Regions from separate parts of the Anas platyrhynchos genome. Here region 2 is linked to region 1. Evidence: chromatin contacts called from public Hi-C data. All regions are on one chromosome and are shown on one strand. Each heading gives the region's core, a stretch centred on a gene start, on an enhancer-like site or on the middle of the called end of the contact. The rest is flanking DNA. Distances are from core to core; before and after follow the strand shown.

Region 1 (4,143 bases), core at 1,053-3,552:
AATATATTTTTATCCATACTATGCCCAAGGTATTTTTGAAAACATCCCATGAAACAAATTTTACAGCTCATGGTTTGTTCAAATAGGGTGTTTGAACATAACTGTATTCTACCAAATATTTTTTACTATCTAATCTTAGGAACATTGCATTTAAATTAGTTTCGTTTCTTTCTCTCTACAGTAAATGTGAAGAACTAATGAAGAAGTTCATTGCCCTTTCTAGACAGTAAAAGGCTTGCCTCTCCTTGCTCTATTCTTCATTTCCTTTTTTCTTAAGGGGAACCCCCCAAAGCTTTATACTTTATACATAGCTACAGTTCTCCGAATTCTTGGGAGATTATCTGTGTAAGCTGGTAATTTTAAAAGCACTGTATTTAAGTACAGTGCTTGAAAGCTCAAACAGCTATCAGAAAAAGCTGATACAGCATTGCTCACATTTTTCAGCAATATTTACTATTGAATGAATGAATGAAAATTGCAATTCTGAATCATGACTTACAGCACTTTAACTATCATGTTTCCTTACCAATGCCCCAGAAGAATAAAAAGCTACTACCAAAATATCTCTGAATAAAGCACTTGGACTAAATACACTCCTTAATATGTGAAGTTAAATACATAGCTCTAACTATTAATCCTATGAATGTACCTGTATATGCATTCATGTTCCTAGATGTAATAGTTCATAAGTCAAAATTAATGGGACTTTGCCATAGCTTATTCAGCTCTGCAACACTGGATTAATATTAGTGTCACAATCACATTGAAATATACTTATTTTCTGAGAATGTCTAGAAGCTTATTTCACTTAACTGATTTTTCCATTTAAAAATATTTAGCGTAATAAAAAAAAAAATACAGCTTTGCCCGTAAGTGCACCGTGTTAGTCATTACACAAACCAGTCATGAAGTTAGTTTCACTTTGAATAATACTAACTGTTCAAGATTATTTTTTTTTTTAGTACTCAGGAAATACTCAACAAAACCATTAAAAAAATCTCTTAGAAGATTACATGCCTAAGCACTCTTGTACTACTGCCGGTCATTTTCAACACTACCATTCGAATTGATTTCCTTTTTCTAGTTGCTTATACTTTTTCGGTTGAAGAGCAGCCTGCTCAGATGCGAAAAAGTGAACATATACTCAGCAGTATTTGAATAATGCATCAGAATGTATGCTTCTGACACATGCTGCAGTATCAACACTGTTAAATATAGTCTTTTATAGAACTGGAACAGTGAGTGATGACAGCTGAAACGAGGTGGGTTAGCTCTACTTTTGCGTATTTGTACTTAATTTTCAGTAAGTTAACACTTCAGCCTTTGTCTTTGGTGACAGCTTCACGAGGAAAGAGATGAAGAGGTTGCGTGGTGGAAAAAGTGTCAGTTCCCTTTTTTCCCATTCCCTCAAAAAACCCTAACAACCCCCCCCAAAAAAAACACCCAGCGTGCAACCTAGCCTCGAAGCACTACAACTCGAGACGCTGGGTTACCAGGCGCAGGCTGGCAGGCCGTGTTTATTTAACCCAGATCTTTTCGGCCGCGGGTCCTTGCGCTGACAAGCCGTGTGGCCCCCAGAAGCAGCGCTTCGTGCCAGGAACCCCGTGCGGCTGCGGAAAACGCCACCAGGCCGGGCCTACCCGCACCTTCGGGGGCTGCTCCTTTTTTTGGGGGGTAGGGGGGGGGGCATCACGCGTTGGCCGTCAAAGTTTAAACGCCAGGCGTGCAATGACAGCCGCGGACGGGCTCCAGGACACCCCAGCGAGGCCAGAGCTGTAATTTCTGGTTAAAAAAAAACAACACCCGAGCCGCTTCCTCCCTTCGGGGTGAAGAACCGCAGGAGCGCTGCCGGGGGGCTGCCCTCCCCGGGCCTCGCAGCTCTCCCCGCGGCCTCCGGGCCCCGCAGAGCCCGGGGCCGCCCCCGGCCTCACCCCCCACCCCCCCCCCGCTGCCGGTGCCCCCCAGACCCGGGCTGAGGGCGCAGAACGGCGCCGCCCCCCCCACCCCCCTCCGCCAAGCGCCCTCAGGGGGAGGCCGAGGGGCAGGGGGGCGCCACCGGGGGCGGAGGGAGCCGCCCGGCCAGCCCCGGGTGCCCGTCGCCTCCCTCTTTCCCTCCCTCACCAAGTGTCGCCCTTGCGGAGGGCGGTTTTGAGCAGCGCCGCCACGTCCGTGCGCTGGGTCTCCAGATCCGCCGCGCCTCCCTCCGCCATCTTCTCGCCCCGGCGGCAGCGACAGCGGCGGCGGCGGCAGCGGCAGGGGCAGGAGCGGGCCGCGCTGCATGCTGGGACTGACGCCGCCGGGGAGCCGCCCTCGGCCCCCGCCCTGCCCGCGGGCCGCGGGGAGGGGGCGCGGGGAGGCGCCGCGCCGCGAGGCCGCCTGGCGGCGGGGAGGGCTCGGCGCTGAGGGGCCGCGTCCTGCCGGAGGGGTGGGCAGCAGCCCTGGGCCTGTGTCCCCGTGTCCCCATGTACCCCTATCCCCGTGTCCTCGTGTCCCCTTGTCCCCATGACACTGCCAGAGCCCGGCTTGCCCCCTGCAGATGGTGGTCTGTGAGACCGCGCTTCAGAATGGGGCGGAAAGGGGAATTCGCCTTTCTGGAATAAAGGGCTTTTTCTGATCCTTCAGTGTTTTCATTGAGGTGTATGCGCCTTGCTGATGAATGTGTTGTCCGTAGGTTTGAGTGGTGTGGAGTCCCGGCGTTGGGATAGCCGCATAGCCCCTGTTGCTGTGCGAATGCTGTTGGGAATGTGGGTGTGCTGGGTGGCTTGCTTTAACTTTCCCAGACCTTCACAAAACCACACAGTAGTTTGTTGTGTTTGCTTCAGTCCCTCTTATCTGGGCCTGATGTCCGTACAAACACTGCCGCCTGACATCTGGCACCTCACCAAAACACGAACGAGTCCCCGTGTTACACTGCAGTAACGAGGAGCTTCTCTTGCGTATAGACTTCACAAAATTGTACAGAAATCTTGAGCTGGGGCAGGGGAGAATGCTGCTTACAAACTCCTTAAAAGTTCCTTCCTGCAGATCCAGCAGCGTATCCATAATGAACGCAGATGTATGCTGAGCCCCCTTCCTCCACCCAAGTCATTTTAGCGTGCTGAATTGTATGACTAACGCTAGAAATGCATCATCGGCTGCCACTCGTATATTATAAGCTATTGGATGTTATTACCTATTGGCTAATTAGCACGTATGAGCTAGTAGCATGTAGCTGTTATAAATAGCACTGGAGATTACTCTTTAGATATGCACACAGCAAAAAAAGAGAGTGGGAGTAAAGTTGCTTTGCATCCACAGTAGTCCAAAACTAAGTAAATATTTTGCCAGGATTATCAGTAAAGATGATGATGTTGAAGTAAAGGCAAAGTCAGGGCCTGCATCTGGAAGAGAATATGGATATGGAAGTCATGCCTCCCAAGAGGTTGGAAGGACTGGTGGTGACATTCACAGCATCTGTAAGAGCTGGAATATGAAATTCCAAGATGAAGGACAAGTAAATTAAAGATATCTGTCATGTGGAGTCATCTCTTCATCTTGGTAAACAAATACAATGTTTTAAACACCAAAAGTTACCTGTATGCCAAACTTAAATTATTATAAAAAAGATATTTTCTTGTCAAGTTGGAAAAAATATTTATTGATCCACCATGATTGATTTGCCAAAAGACTCACCTGGAGCCACCTATGGCTCTATGCTTTGGGTAGCACAAATGCAGTTACTTGTGTTCCTTAGATCTGCCTATTCATGGTACAAAACCAGATACTAGACAGACATGAGGTGCTACAGTTACTAGACAGAAAAGCACATGACATTCCATCTAAATCAGAGCTTTTTCTAAGAATCAAAATGGAGAGATGAGTAACTCTGGGACTCTCAGTGCTGTGCAAGAAGCAATTGTGCTTGTTACAGTACAACAGCAGTGTAAACTTGAGGTAGTCTTTCCTCTGCTTAAAATTGTTGAAAATTGCCGATTGGTGATAAATCTGTATTTTCACAAAAGTTTTCTGAGCTAGCAAGGAATTGTTTCCAAATACACCTATCCTCAAAGGTGCCCAAGGATCCTCAGAATTTAAAACATCTAGTAGATAGAAACAGTGCCAGAGATACTGATGAATGACCACCTACCTTCTCTGATGAAAAAT
Region 2 (3,873 bases), core at 1,041-3,540, 54 kb before region 1:
ATTTTACCTCCTCTTCCCCGGCACCGCAGGGGACCAGGGAATGGGGGCTGTGGTAAAGTCTCTACACTTCATCTCTGCCACTCCTTCACAGTCCCTCTCTGCCCTTGCTCCCTGTGGGGTCCCTCCCACAGGATGCCGTCCTTCCCAACCTGAGCTTGCGGGGGCTGCCCACATGCAGCAGAAACTGGCCAGAAACTGGCTCTTACTATGATGCCTTTATGGGGCAACTGATTGACTCTTCTCACAAAGGCCAGCCCTGCAGCCCACCACTAACAAAACCCTGCCATGTAAGCCCAATGCATATTATTTCTGTAGTCTCACTGGAATATTTTAATTCCAACACTAAACTATTATCTTGTTAGTGATTCTACCTGTCATCCATGTCCGTCCAAACTTCCACATGGGTTGAAACTAAAAAGTCAAGCTATCCTGCTCTAAAACCATACCTTAAATACTGGAACACTCTTACACTTGCAAGGACCTGATTGTTTAACTGATAAAAAAGGAAAATGTATGAAGAAAGAGAGCCACCATGACGGTCAGTGGGGCTAGAGCACTTGCCCTGTGGGGAGATGCTGAAGCATCAAGGCTTGTTCAGCTTGGAGAAGAAACTGTTTCAGGGGGACCCAACAGCAACCTCCCAGTACCTACAGAGAGGCTAACGCGAAGATGGAACCAGGCTCCTCACAGTGTTAAATAGTGGGAGGACAATAAGCAATGGGCTTAGATCCTCAGTGTCTCTTTTTTCAATGTAAGGTAAGAAGTTTTCACCATGTGGACAGTAAACAGTGGAGCCAGTTGCCCAGAGAAGTTGTGCAGCCTCCCTTCTTGGAGGTTTTCAGAACCCAACCAGGTAAAACCTTTGGTAACACTCTGACCTCAAATCTGACCTTCCTTTGTGCTGGAGGTTGCACCAGTGTCCTCCTAAAGTCCCTTCTAATCTGCATTATCCTATGATACTAAGGTAACCAGGAAATACTTATTCACATCTCAGAGGGGATATTATATGGGAGTGATAATAAAACTTCAAAGCAAATTACCTATTATGCCAGTAAACTGTGGAAATGAGGAGACAATGAGATCATGAAATTAAGCTAAACATTGGGTATTCATATAGGTATCATGCTTCTTGAGCTGCCCTACTTAATACAAGTTTTACACAAGGGACACTAAAATTTCCTATTTCAGTTGCCTAATATGAGACCAAGAGCTGACTGACTGAAAAAGAGATCCCAGTTGTAGAAGAAAAGGTGAATTACTTTACACCTGTCTGTCCTACTTTTGTCTGAAGAGCTTAGTATCAGATGTGGTGACAAAAACATTCAGCTAATGCACTCTTTAACCCAGAGTCTGTATGCCTATGGCAACTGAGACAGAACAATAAAAACGTACTCATTTCACGTTTTGGTGAAAAGCATTGTTTTGTTTGGATAAAATCATTGCTGTAACATTGATAATCAGAAGGCTGGAGCACCTCTCCTACGAAGAAAGGCTGAAAGAGCTGGGGCTGTTCAGCCTAAAGAAGAGCAGGCTCTGGGGTGACCTCATTGTGGCTTTTCAGTACTTATAGGAGGCTTATAAAAAAGAGCGACTCTTTTCCTCAATGAGATAAAGACAGGACAAGGGGGAACAGTTTTAAACTGAAACAGGAGATTTAGGATTAGAGGTTAAGAGGAAACTCCACTTGTAAGGTGGTCAGGCAATGGAACAGGCTGTCCAGAGAAGCTGTGGATGCCCTATCTCTGGAGGTGTTCAAGGCCAGGTTGGATGGGGCTTTGGGCAACCTGATCTAGTGGGTGGTGCCCTTGGTTATGGCAGGGCTTGGAACTAGGTGATCTTTAAGGTCCCTTCTAACCCAAGCCATTCTATGAACCAACCTTAGAAGGAATGCCTTTCAGCTTTCTGAAGAAAGAAATTTCCTGAAATACTTCATTTCAAAATTCTCAACAGCTGCTGTTTAAAAGTATGCATAATCATAGTGATGGCAAAAATAAATAAATAAATATATATATAAACTTATAAAGTGTTTTTGTTTACAAAAATACTTTAATTCTTCTCCTGTTTTTGCTTCACAAAATGTAAACTGGGAATTCTCAGGTTTTCACAGCAAAAGAAAAAAAACTTTACCCACTGAGATCTTAATGCTATTATCACACAATAGGGCAAAGCAATACTTAGGAAAGATCCACAGGTGGCAGCACAGCAATACTTCAGAAAATACATTCTCAGTGCTGGGCGGATAGAATGAAGAGCAGAAAAAAGTGGGAATCAGCAGAAGTGGATAAACTGTTTCTGTTCAAGGAAGCTACACTGGATATACTTCAGCGCCGACTGAATGGAAGGGATCAAGACAGAGCTTTTGCAACAGAACATACATGAATGTAACTGGAAATTATTCCAGCACTTAAAACTCTACATCAAACTATTTAATGACAGAGTTAACCAGTTCCTTAATCATCTTTTGTCACCTTTCAATTGCTCCAGTATGCCCAGGTCTCTCCTGTACTGGGGAGCCCAGAACTGAACCCAGCACTCCAGGTGTGTCTCGTCAGGGCAAAGTGCTGAGAAGAGGACAAGGCTCACCTCCCTCGACCTCCTGGCAGTGCTCCTCCTAATACAGCACAGGAGGTCAGTGGGCTCCTTTGCCCCAAGGGCACATTGCTGGCTCATGCTTGGATTTTTGTTAAACAGGACCCTAGGTGCTTCCCTGCCAAGCTGCTTTCCAGATGGTGGGCCTCCGTTCCTCTCTCAGCATGTACTGGTGCCGAGGTTATTCCTTGCCACATGCATGACTTTGCATTTCCTTGTATGAAACTTGAGGAGGCTCCTGTCTGCCCATTTCTCCATCCCTCTGAATGGCAGCACACCCATCTGGTGTGTCAGCCTCTACTACCGGTTTTGTATCACATCTCAACAAATACAGCACACTCCATCATCCAGATCAAAGACTACAGCATCCAATATTCCCAAGCACAATTCCCTCGTTTCCAATCAACACACCCCCTCTTTGAGCCCATCCCCTCTTTGCTTCCAAGATCAAATGTGTTCACAGTGCTTTGGCCATAGGCATTACACATTACTAAGCAAGCACTAAATACCTTTAGCCCGAATAAACAAATGTTAACCCATTAACAGTAGAAGATAGAAGTAATGGCAAATTAACACGGGAAAATCTACGGTTTCTGTGTAACTGAAAACATAATTGGAAAAAATGCAAAATTTAAGTGGTTGCAAAAGGAAAAAGACAGCAGACTTTGCAGTGTATGAAACTGCAGCGTGTTAATAACATGTCATACTCCCAATAAAAAGCATTTTCATGGATTTCTTGGATAACATTAAACTCTGAAAAATCCTTTCCTTGAGAGATATAGTAGATAGAACTGAAAGATACGTCACACTTCCTTGCAAAGAAAGCTGCCGAGTAATGCATTTGAAATAAATGTACTGCCAAGGACAAATGAATGGTAGCAAGCCAAACTAAAAGCTGCATTGCTCAAAAAACACGAGTCCTTTTAATTTTCTTACCATGGCACTGTCTTGTGAATCAGCAAAATTCTGTTTATTCACTTACACTACAGTTTCTTATAATTCTTATTTAAACACTCAATTCTTTGGATAGAACTGAAAAGCAACGAAGGCTGGCTTGTTTTGGAATGTAAACATCAGAACGTATTTTCGAAATCCTGTTAACACAGTGGGATGCTGATGTAAAGTGTAATAAGCTGAATAAGATACCTAAGCACAACAACCCATGCTAATCATTCTCACCTCAAAGTTTTTATATCTACATGTATACAAATTCAAATTACAATCAAAATTAGCTTTGTTTTTAATCAGTCTAGCCTGATAGAGAAGTAAACTTTCATTAAAAAA

The links. Hi-C and Micro-C count contacts between places; a contact is called where the count stands out from the background.
Region 2: a Hi-C map of subcutaneous adipose tissue shows a contact between it and region 1, with 4 times the contacts expected there. The contact joins the enhancer-like site here to the promoter of USP15 in region 1. A contact is called at or near these places in 5 of 8 Hi-C or Micro-C datasets (F1 follicle, liver, skeletal muscle and 1 more).

Annotation. Positions count from the first base shown.
Region 1 is chr1:34,925,418-34,929,560 of IASCAAS_PekinDuck_T2T, reverse strand. USP15 (ubiquitin specific peptidase 15) reads right to left here and starts at 2,302. Exons shown (of 21, transcript XM_027456491.3): 1 at 2,122-2,302. The coding sequence starts at 2,210.
Region 2 is chr1:34,980,033-34,983,905 of IASCAAS_PekinDuck_T2T, reverse strand. All of the region lies in intron 7 of USP15 (ubiquitin specific peptidase 15), which reads right to left. Among named protein-coding and RNA genes, the nearest start is that of MON2, 33 kb to the left of the region's middle. Within about 2 kb of position 2,290, at least 2 of the 8 cell types and tissues checked have an H3K27ac peak or open chromatin away from gene starts, as enhancers often do. A contact at or near this core is called in F1 follicle and subcutaneous adipose tissue, where this site is marked.